2 separate regions of the Mus musculus genome follow, and region 2 is linked to region 1. The links are chromatin contacts, called in public Micro-C maps. All regions are on one chromosome and are shown on one strand. The core of a region is the stretch at or near the end of the contact, and the rest is flanking DNA. Distances in the headings are between cores, read along the strand shown.

Region 1 (4,318 bases), core at 1,091-3,590:
GCCAGATATGATGGTGGTATTGAAAGGCAGATACAAGATAGAGGTTTTTAAATCAATCTATCAGACCAAAGGGGGGGTTTATTCTTCAACTGATATTACCCTTAAAAGCCACAAAATGTACCAAATTTAATGATGAGAACAAATTAACTGAACCTCTGTCAGTCCATCAGTAAAACAATGATCTGAGGATAGGAAAAAATATATTGAACCCACCACAGAAGACAAGTGGATTTGGGGTGCTGAGAGGGATGATCAGAAGTTTTCCATTGAATTTTTAAGTGTGTGTGTGTGTGTGTGTGTGTGTGTATTGTATACATGTGTGGCTGGAGAGATGCCTCAGAGGATAAGAACATGTAGGGAACTTTTAGAAGATCTAAGATAGATTCCCAGAATCCATGTCACAAGGTTCATAACCACCTTTAACTGCATCTCCAGGGAATATGAAAATCTCTGACCTCTCTACATGCACCTACACTCACATGTGTACAGCCACACAAAGACAAACACACGTACATATGATTGCTTGATAAACAAACAAACAAACAAACAAATTTAAAAAACCAGATTTGGGAGCAGCGACAGTATTTTCCCAAGAGGGATGACTCTAACTATTGCATATTCTTTGCTGTTACAGCTTATCCATCTTGGCTCCTGTCCTTACTGTGTGGCTTCACAGTTTTAACAATGACTCCATCCAAAGGTCTCCCCTTCCTCATGTTTCTAAATTTCCCAGTGCCAGAATTATCTGCTTGTTTCTTGGTTTGGGTCTGGTGGACAGACTGATCAACATTAAGTATATCTGTAAATCTCAACTGCCTACTCTGGGGTTCTATGCACAAGCCTGAACCCATGGCTTATGCAGCCATGGACTGGATAGATTATGTGTGCCCTCTATATAATACCTATGATAAAACTTAATTGACAAATTAGGCACTAGCAATCAGCCACAACTACTACAAATAAAATAGAACAAATGTATGAATTATTTTGGGAATTTTCCATTCAATAGTTTCTGTCCACAGATTACTATGGGTAACAAAGGGCATAGAGAACAAAGACATGAACAGGGGTGACTACTTGTATAGCAAAGTCCTGTTCCACAAGCTGGGTGACTACTTTTGGTTCTGTGAGCCAGGCTAAGGCCTACAATGCCCTGCTCTGATTAATAAATCCCTTGGAAGTTCTGAATATGCTGTGCAGCCAGCGTGTCTGATCTGTCTGTGCTCTCTGATAGAATAATTCTTGATTCTAGCAGTCCATTGAGTTAAAGTAGGGTCAACAGCCTGTTTATAAAGAAGTACAATATTTTACATCATTAAGGCTGGGAAATAGCTACAGACATTGAGTGGTTTTCTTTCTAGTCTAGTTCCTATGAAGACAAGATGTCAGCGACCCAAGGATGGCACCCTTAGTAATTTATTAAACCTATGCAAAGAAGGATGCTTTTTCCCGTTTGCATTCTTTTGTTTCAGTATTTCTGAAGCCCCAGTACAGGACGGGTTCTCGTGTGTCTCAGGTGATTTTTATAAGATTTATTCATCTATCTCGCGTCTATGTGAGCTCACTATAGCTGCACAGGGTGTGAGCCTGCGTGGGGGTCTCTGGGAATCGAGTGACAGGACCTCTGAGCGCTCCGGCCTCGCCCCAGACATTTAGAGTTTTTTGGGGGGTGTCAGGGTTTTGCTGCTTTTTTAAAGAGTAGTGTTTAGTGCTCTTGAGTATTTTTATTTAAAATGCTAGGGTTTTATTTTTGGGGTTTAAGAGTTTTAGGGTCTCCAGGCAGGGGTGGCACACGCTTTTCATCCCAGCAGCACTTGGGACGAGGCAGAGGCAGTGGATCTCTGAGTTCGAGGTCAACCTGGGCTACAGCGTGAGCTCCCACACGATAAGCACACGAGACTTTTTTTATTTTATATAAAAATCACGGCCGCCCGCCCTTGTCTTTGCAGACGCGGATCTCTCTGCGGGGGGCGGGGGGGGGCGGTTTCAGTCTCTGGGGCTGTCAGTCACGGTCGGGCGGGCGGGACTTCTGGCGCTGTTCCCTGCTCCTGGAAACAGTGAGTGGGGAAGCTTCCCGATTGGAAGCTGCTGCCGTCAATCACAGCGGAGTGGGCGGGACTTCCCGCCACAGACCAGCACTCTCAAGCAGAGCGCGTGCACAGACCCGAGCCTCCTGTTTTCCCGCCGCTGCCACCCGAAAACGGCCCGCCAGGGTCTCTCCGCCGCCGCCGTGAGCGCCGCTGTCCCGGGGACAGCGGATTGGAAGCAGGCAGTCACTGGCCGTGGACAGGAAGTCTCTCTCCCGCCATCTCAGGTCAGTGCAGTGGCGGGCATGTCCCTGCCTCAGCCTCGAGGCATGCTGGGAGTTGTAGTTCTGTTCCGGCTTTGGGTCCTCTGAGCCTCGCCCCCTTTTTCTTTTTTTTTTTTTTTTCGAGACTGGGTTGATTTTTTTGTTTTTTGTTTTTTGTTTTTGTTTTCTTTTTCATGGGACTAGACTTTATTTATTTAATTTATTTATTTTTATTAGATATTTTCTTTATATACATTTCAAATGCTATCCGGAAAGTTTTCTATACCCTCCCTCTGCCCTGCTCCCCTACCTTCCCACTCCCGGTTCTTCCCTGTATTGGGGTATATAAAGTTTGCAATACCAAGGGGCCTCTCTTCCCAGTGATGGCCGACTAGGCCATCTTCTGCTACATATGCAGCTGGAGATATGAGCTCTGGGGGTACTGGTTAGTTCTATTGTTGTTCCACCTATAGGGGTGCAGACCCCTTCAGCTCCTTGGGTGCTTACTCTAGCTTCTTCATTGGGGGCCCTGTGTTCCATCTTATAGATGACTGTGAGCATCCACTTCTGTATTTGCCATGCACTGACATAGCCTCATATAAGACAGCTATAACAGGGTCCTTTCAGCAAAATCTATCAGGCATTGTGCAATAGTGTTTGGGTTTGGTGGCTGATTGTGGGATGGATCCCCAGGTGGGGTAGTCTCTGGATGGTCCATCCTTTCGTCTTAGCGCCAAACTTTGTCTCTGTAACTCCTTTTAGTATTTTGTTCCCAATCTAAGGAGAAATGAAGTATCCACCCATTGGTCTTCCCTCTGCTTGATTTTCTTGTGTTTTGCAAATTGTATCTTGGGTGTTCTATGTTTCTGGGCTAATATCCACTTATCAGTGAGTGCCTACCTAATGACTTCTTTTGTGATTGGGTTACCTCACTAAGGATGATATCCTCCAGATACATCCATTTGTCCAAGACTTTCATAAATCCATTGTTTTTAATAGCTGAGTAATACTCCATTGTGTACATGTACCACATTTTCTGTATCCATTCTTCTGTTGAGGGACATCTGGGTTCTTTCCAGCTTCTGGCTATTATAAATAAGGCTGCTATGAACATAGTGGAGCATGTGTTCTTATTACCAGTTGGAACTTCTTCTGGGTATATGCCCAGGAGAGGCATTGCTGGATCTACCGGCAGTACTATGTCCAATTTTCTGAGGATCTTCCAGACTGACTTCCAGAGTGCTTGTACAAGCTTGCAATCCCACCAACAATGGAGGAGTGTTCCTCTTTCTCCACATCCTCGCCAGCATCTGCTGTCACCTGAATTTTTGATCTTAGCCATTCTGACTGGTGTGAGGTGGAATCTCAGGGTTGTTTTGATTTGCATTTCCCTGATGATTAAGGATGTTGAACACCTTTTCAGGTGCTTCTCAGCCATTCGATATTCCTCAGGTGAGAATTCTTTGTTTAGCTCTGAACCCCATTTTTTAATGGGATTATTTGAATTTCTGGAGTCTAGCTTCTTGAGCTCTTTGTATATATTGGATATTAGTCCCCTATCAAAAGAAAAATCCTTTTTTTTTCTTTCTTTTTTGTTTTTTTTTTTTTTTTTGAGACTGGGTTGTTATTTTTTCTAATTATTTTTTATTTTTAATTTTTGAATGTTTAATATTTATTTATTTATCCATCTATCTATTTCTCTATATTTTGGTTTTTTTAAGATTTATTTATTATTATATCTAACTACACTCTAGCTGTCTTCAGATGCACCAGAAGAGGGGTGTCAGATCTCTTTATGGATGGTTGTGAGCCACCATGTGGTTGCTGGGATTTGAACTCAGGACTTCAGAAGAGCAGTCAGTGCTCTTAACCACTGAGCCATCTCACCAGTCCATAATGTTGGTTTTCCCCATACTTGGTGTCTCTGGGCTTAACCCTGAGACAGATGCTCTGGCCTGCCACCTGGTGGCGAAAGGTTGTCACTGCAATGCTCCCCTTTTTGTGAGAAAGAGAGAGAGAGAGAGAGAG
Region 2 (4,318 bases), core at 1,137-3,636, 130 kb before region 1:
CAGCTCATCTTCTTCCTCCAGGAAGCCTTCCATTGAGATAATTCTACTTCCTAGACCTGTTTCCCTAGAGGGTTCAACCTCCCAGGCCAGCACACAGGAAGTTCCGGAAAACGCCACCTCTAGTTGTCTACTCAGCATTATTAATGGGTGCTTGAGGGGCTTAGGTCACAGGAATATCTGCCTCTCTAAAGACACCAGGGAAGAGAACACCACCTCTCCAGATCCTGGCTGGAAAGAAATTCAGTACTGCATCTGTACTGCCCCAGTGAGGCCTCACGTTGGGCCTAGAGAACAGAGCCGGAGGTAATGCCAGGCGGGCCGGGGAGGCATGCTAAGTAGCTCCACTTTCTTCTCCACAGTGGTAACTATGATTCCAGGCATAATCTGAGTCCCACAAAAACCACAACCCTCAAACAATTTCTTGAACCTTAAAGCCAGGAGTGCACAGGAGACTCAGTTCGGAATTCATAGCCCTCCCAGAGAACCCTGATTTGGCGCCCCCACACAACCCCAACTCATGGGCAATACAATTATGGAGGCCCTCTCTTGGGCTCCAGAGTGATGGAGAGCACCAGCCACCTGGGAAGGAGCGAAGGCAATGCCATTAACAGTGACTGGGGACGTGTCCGTGTGCCACTTTATTTGTACACGACCTTGGTATCTACCAGCGCTCAACTCTCCTTCCCTGTGCACGTGTCTGCCTTTGCCAGGACTATCGAAGTTAAGCAGACCAGATGTGGCGGTGGGAGACTGCCACTTCCGGGAGGGATAAAGCCTGAGGCTCCGCACCTCGCCTCTGCCTTCCAGGGGTTGGGCAAAGCCGCCAGTGGAAAGGACACCCGGGACTTCACAGCGGGTGCGGGGGCTAGGGGCGTGGACACCCGGAGGGCAGCGCTGACACCTGGCGGCGACCCAGGACCCGGCCCACGTCAAGGACCAGCGCTGCGGGGCGGTTCCCAGGGAAGGGTTACAGGGGCCGAGAACAAAGCGCCCCCGTTGGGGAAGGCGGGCTAGCGGACGGCGGCTGGGGCGGGAGAGCACTTTCTGGGGTACCCTCGACCAAGCTCTTTGTCGGCCAAGCCGCTGATTAGAGAGACCGACCCCCACCAAAGGTGGATGGCTGCATCCTACCCAGAAGCTTTCCCCCACCAGTCGCCAGCTCCACGTTCGTCCCTCTTTCCCCGCGGCCCTACTGGGCGGGCCAAGGGACCCGCCTTCCCTACGCGCGGCTTCAGCACAAAGCCGAGTCGGGGGAGGGGAAGAGCCGTACCGGGGTCCACTCGCGGGGAGGGTCCCCCGCGCGGGCCATGCGGAGGAGGCCCTCCGGGGGCAGCACAACTTCAGCGACCCCAAAGTTGGGTTCTTAGGGTCTTCAGCGTTCTGAAGCCAACTTCCCGGAACCTCCCGCTGCCAGCTCGGCCCGGCTCACCTGGGGCAGCCAGAGAAAAACCGAAGGTCCCTGAGCCACCCTCTTGTGTCCCACAAACAGCCTTAATCCCGTCCCTCCCGCCACCCCGAACGTCAGCTTCCCCCTGTTCCCGCGCCGGCTCTGCTGTGCCCAAACTTGCCCCGGTGCAAAGGGCCGAGCGCCCGGACTCCGCGGCGCTGGGGGTGCAGCCTGCAGTCTGGTTTGAATTAGGGTCTATGGAAAAGGCGTTGTGGCCATGGCCACTGCATCCCTCCGGGACACTGGCGGAGGCCAGGCCGCTGAGATGGCCAGCAAGACAGCAACGGGAGAGAGCAACTCCAAGCGGCGCCTAAGGCCGGCGGAGCGCCTAAGGCCGGCGGACTCAGACCCATGTGGAGTCGTTTTACTTAATTGGGAGCGGGGAACCAATGGAGGTTCCACTCTGCAGGACGCCCGGACCACGAGCTGGGATAGCCTCCTGGCATCCACGGACCGTAGAGGAATTGGGACAGGAGTCCTCATTAAAGGGCTCACCATCCCAGGATCCGCCAGGCAGCGCGGGAAGAAGTCCCCGCTCCCCTCCCCCTCCACGTGCTGCCGCCTGCATGGCATCGGCGAGTGGCGAGTCCCGGCTTCCCGCCGCCTCCCAGCCCTGCCCCGGGCCACACTCACCGGGAGGGCAGGCTGCAGGCGCAGCGCCAGCGCGCAGAGCCAGAGCCAGAGCGCCGCGCGTCTCATGCTGCCCAGACCGGCGGCGGGAGCTCGGTGGGCTTCGTGGATCCGAGTTGCCGGTTGCACGGAGCTCCGGGCCGGCTCTGCTGATTGCTCTGCGCTTTGCTGTCCCAGGCTCCTGCCCAGCTCGCTGCTCTCTCGAGCGAGGGCTGTAGGTTTCGCCGGCTGGAGTCAGCTCCCGACTGCCAGGTCCCTTCCTCTGCGTTAGGCTCTGTCTCCTCTGGCCCGCACCTCTCCCGCGGAGCTCCGCCTTATAATAAACCCAAAGGCTCTGCAGTTGCAAAACTAGCCGCCCACCCCCAGCTCCGCGGGCCTGGGTAGTCCCAATCTCCACCCCTCGGGCCCCGCCCCCTGGGTTGCCCCGCCCCTTGGAGCGCCCCACCCCCCAGGGATCCAGCCACACCCCCTTCCACGCCTCCTAGGATCGAAGCCCACCCCACTCTTCAGCTCTTGCAGGTCTGAGTCCCACCTTCCTCCCCTGAGCACTGGTGAGTGCCGGCAATCTGTAATTCCCGCGTCGCACCTTCCTTGATGCGTAGCTGACGGAGACCCAGGTGCACTCGCTACTATGTCCTGGTCCGGAGTCCGGAGGCACTGCCCTGGAGAAGGGCGATTGTTAGTTCTCTACGTGCGAGGCTGCAGCGCCCTCTGGGCGAGGACACCCAGGGGTCCTCCAGGTGAGCAAGATTTTGGGGGCAACCTCGGAGCCCCACAGCGATGAGGCTATATATAAACCGAGGGATCGATGTATGGTTCCCACCTCCCCACGGGCTGAGGATAGGGGACCCCTGAGGTCTTGGTCCTTTACTTAATTGCTGGGAACTCCAGACCTTTAAAGACCTTTAAAGACATGAGCACTGTCTGGAAGAGCTGGCTTTGTTATTGTTTTTATTATTATTATTATTATTATTATTATTATTATTTTCTTTTTTGCTGTCTTTCTATTTATAGAAAGCCCCTTCTCTTCCTTGTCCAAGACCAAAGGAAAAAATAAATGGCCTCTTTGTTTCCAGGTGACCGCAGGCCTAACCAGCTGCGGAGCTCCAGTTGAATTCCTGTTCCTTCATGATTCTCTATGGGGCCTGGACCTCACAGTTTCCAACGTCCTTCAGACGTGTCAGTCCAAAAAGGAGCCCAGAGAGCCTACAGGCGAGGCAGATAGCAGCGAGAGCAAGGAGGAAGAACCAGCCCTGTCTTGCCCTCAATCTGTAGATGGTGCCAAAGGCCCTTTGCACCTGCAAGGCAGGGGCCATAGATGGCATCCATCCTTGTTCCTCAGCCCCACATCAGCTGGCCTGGACTGAGAAGCTAGATCTGAGGCTCAGCGTCTCGGGAAGTCCCCAGTGTAGACTCTACACTGTGGAACCAGCCTTCTGGGAATTCAACAGCCTCCTTTACACACACCACACCTCCAGCAGTAGCCCAACAACCAGCACCCAGTTGTGTTTGAACACTTTTGTCCTCAGGAAACTCTCCCTTTTGGCGTCTCAGCTGCCCTAGGTCTAACTATGGGCTACATACAGATCCTGCCCAGTTCTTGCCTAGATCCTTGAGGGTCTTGGTAAAGAATACCCAATAGCAAGGCTCAGGAAGGCTTAGGACCTAAAAAGCAGGTGCCTCCTAACACAGTGGCTTTGGGATCTGAAGTCAGCTCTTCAGTCCTTTGAGCCTGATATTTGGAGGAAAATAGGACACTTTGGTATTTTACCTTCCTGTCCTCTCAAAATGGGGGCGGGAGGGGGGGGGGGAGACGGGAACAGGAAGGGACTGATGAGGCTGTTTCATGTTTTAAACATGACCAGCTTGATCTTTCCTTCCAACTGCATAAGTTTAGCCCAGATCAATGAGACAGTAAAGAGGCAACGAAGACGACTCCTATAGGGAGACCCCAAGAAAGGCACATAAAGAAAGGAGGCTATGGTCCTGTTGACCTCAGAGCCCAGGCACCCTACATGGCTTGTGATTCCTCCCTGTCCTCAATATGCAAGAGGTTGGAGAGATGGCTCAGGGGTTAAGAGCACTGACTATTCTTCCAGAGGATCAGGGTTCAATTCCCAGCACCTGTATGGCGACTTACAGCTGTCTATAACTCCAGTACCAGAGGATACAACATCCTCACACGGACATACATGTAAGTGAAGTACCAATTTACATAAAATAAAATAGAATACTAATTCT

Evidence for each region. A called contact is a pair of places that touch in the nucleus more often than the background predicts.
Region 2: a Micro-C map of embryonic stem cells shows a contact between it and region 1, with 5 times the contacts expected there. The contact joins the promoter of Sdc1 here to the enhancer-like site in region 1. A contact is called at or near these places in 1 of 39 promoter capture datasets (pre-B cells), 7 of 484 Hi-C or Micro-C datasets (the HL-1 cell line, the N1E-115 cell line, embryonic stem cells and 3 more), 2 of 115 datasets of contacts at active chromatin or transcription factors (bone marrow-derived macrophages and neural tube) and 1 of 9 other capture datasets (liver).

Annotation. Positions count from the first base shown.
Region 1 is chr12:8,638,838-8,643,155 of GRCm38.p6, reverse strand. No RefSeq gene overlaps it. Among named protein-coding and RNA genes, the nearest start is that of Pum2, 33 kb to the left of the region's middle. Within about 2 kb of position 2,340, at least 448 of the 459 cell types and tissues checked have an H3K27ac peak or open chromatin away from gene starts, as enhancers often do. A contact at or near this core is called in the HL-1 cell line, the N1E-115 cell line, bone marrow-derived macrophages and 5 more, where this site is marked.
Region 2 is chr12:8,769,464-8,773,781 of GRCm38.p6, reverse strand. It overlaps Sdc1 (syndecan 1), which reads right to left and starts at 2,386. Exons shown (of 5, transcript NM_011519.2): 1 at 2,081-2,386. The coding sequence starts at 2,146. It overlaps Gm4755 (a long non-coding RNA gene), which reads left to right and starts at 2,511. Exons shown (of 3, transcript XR_381238.4): 1 at 2,511-2,817; 2 at 3,154-4,271.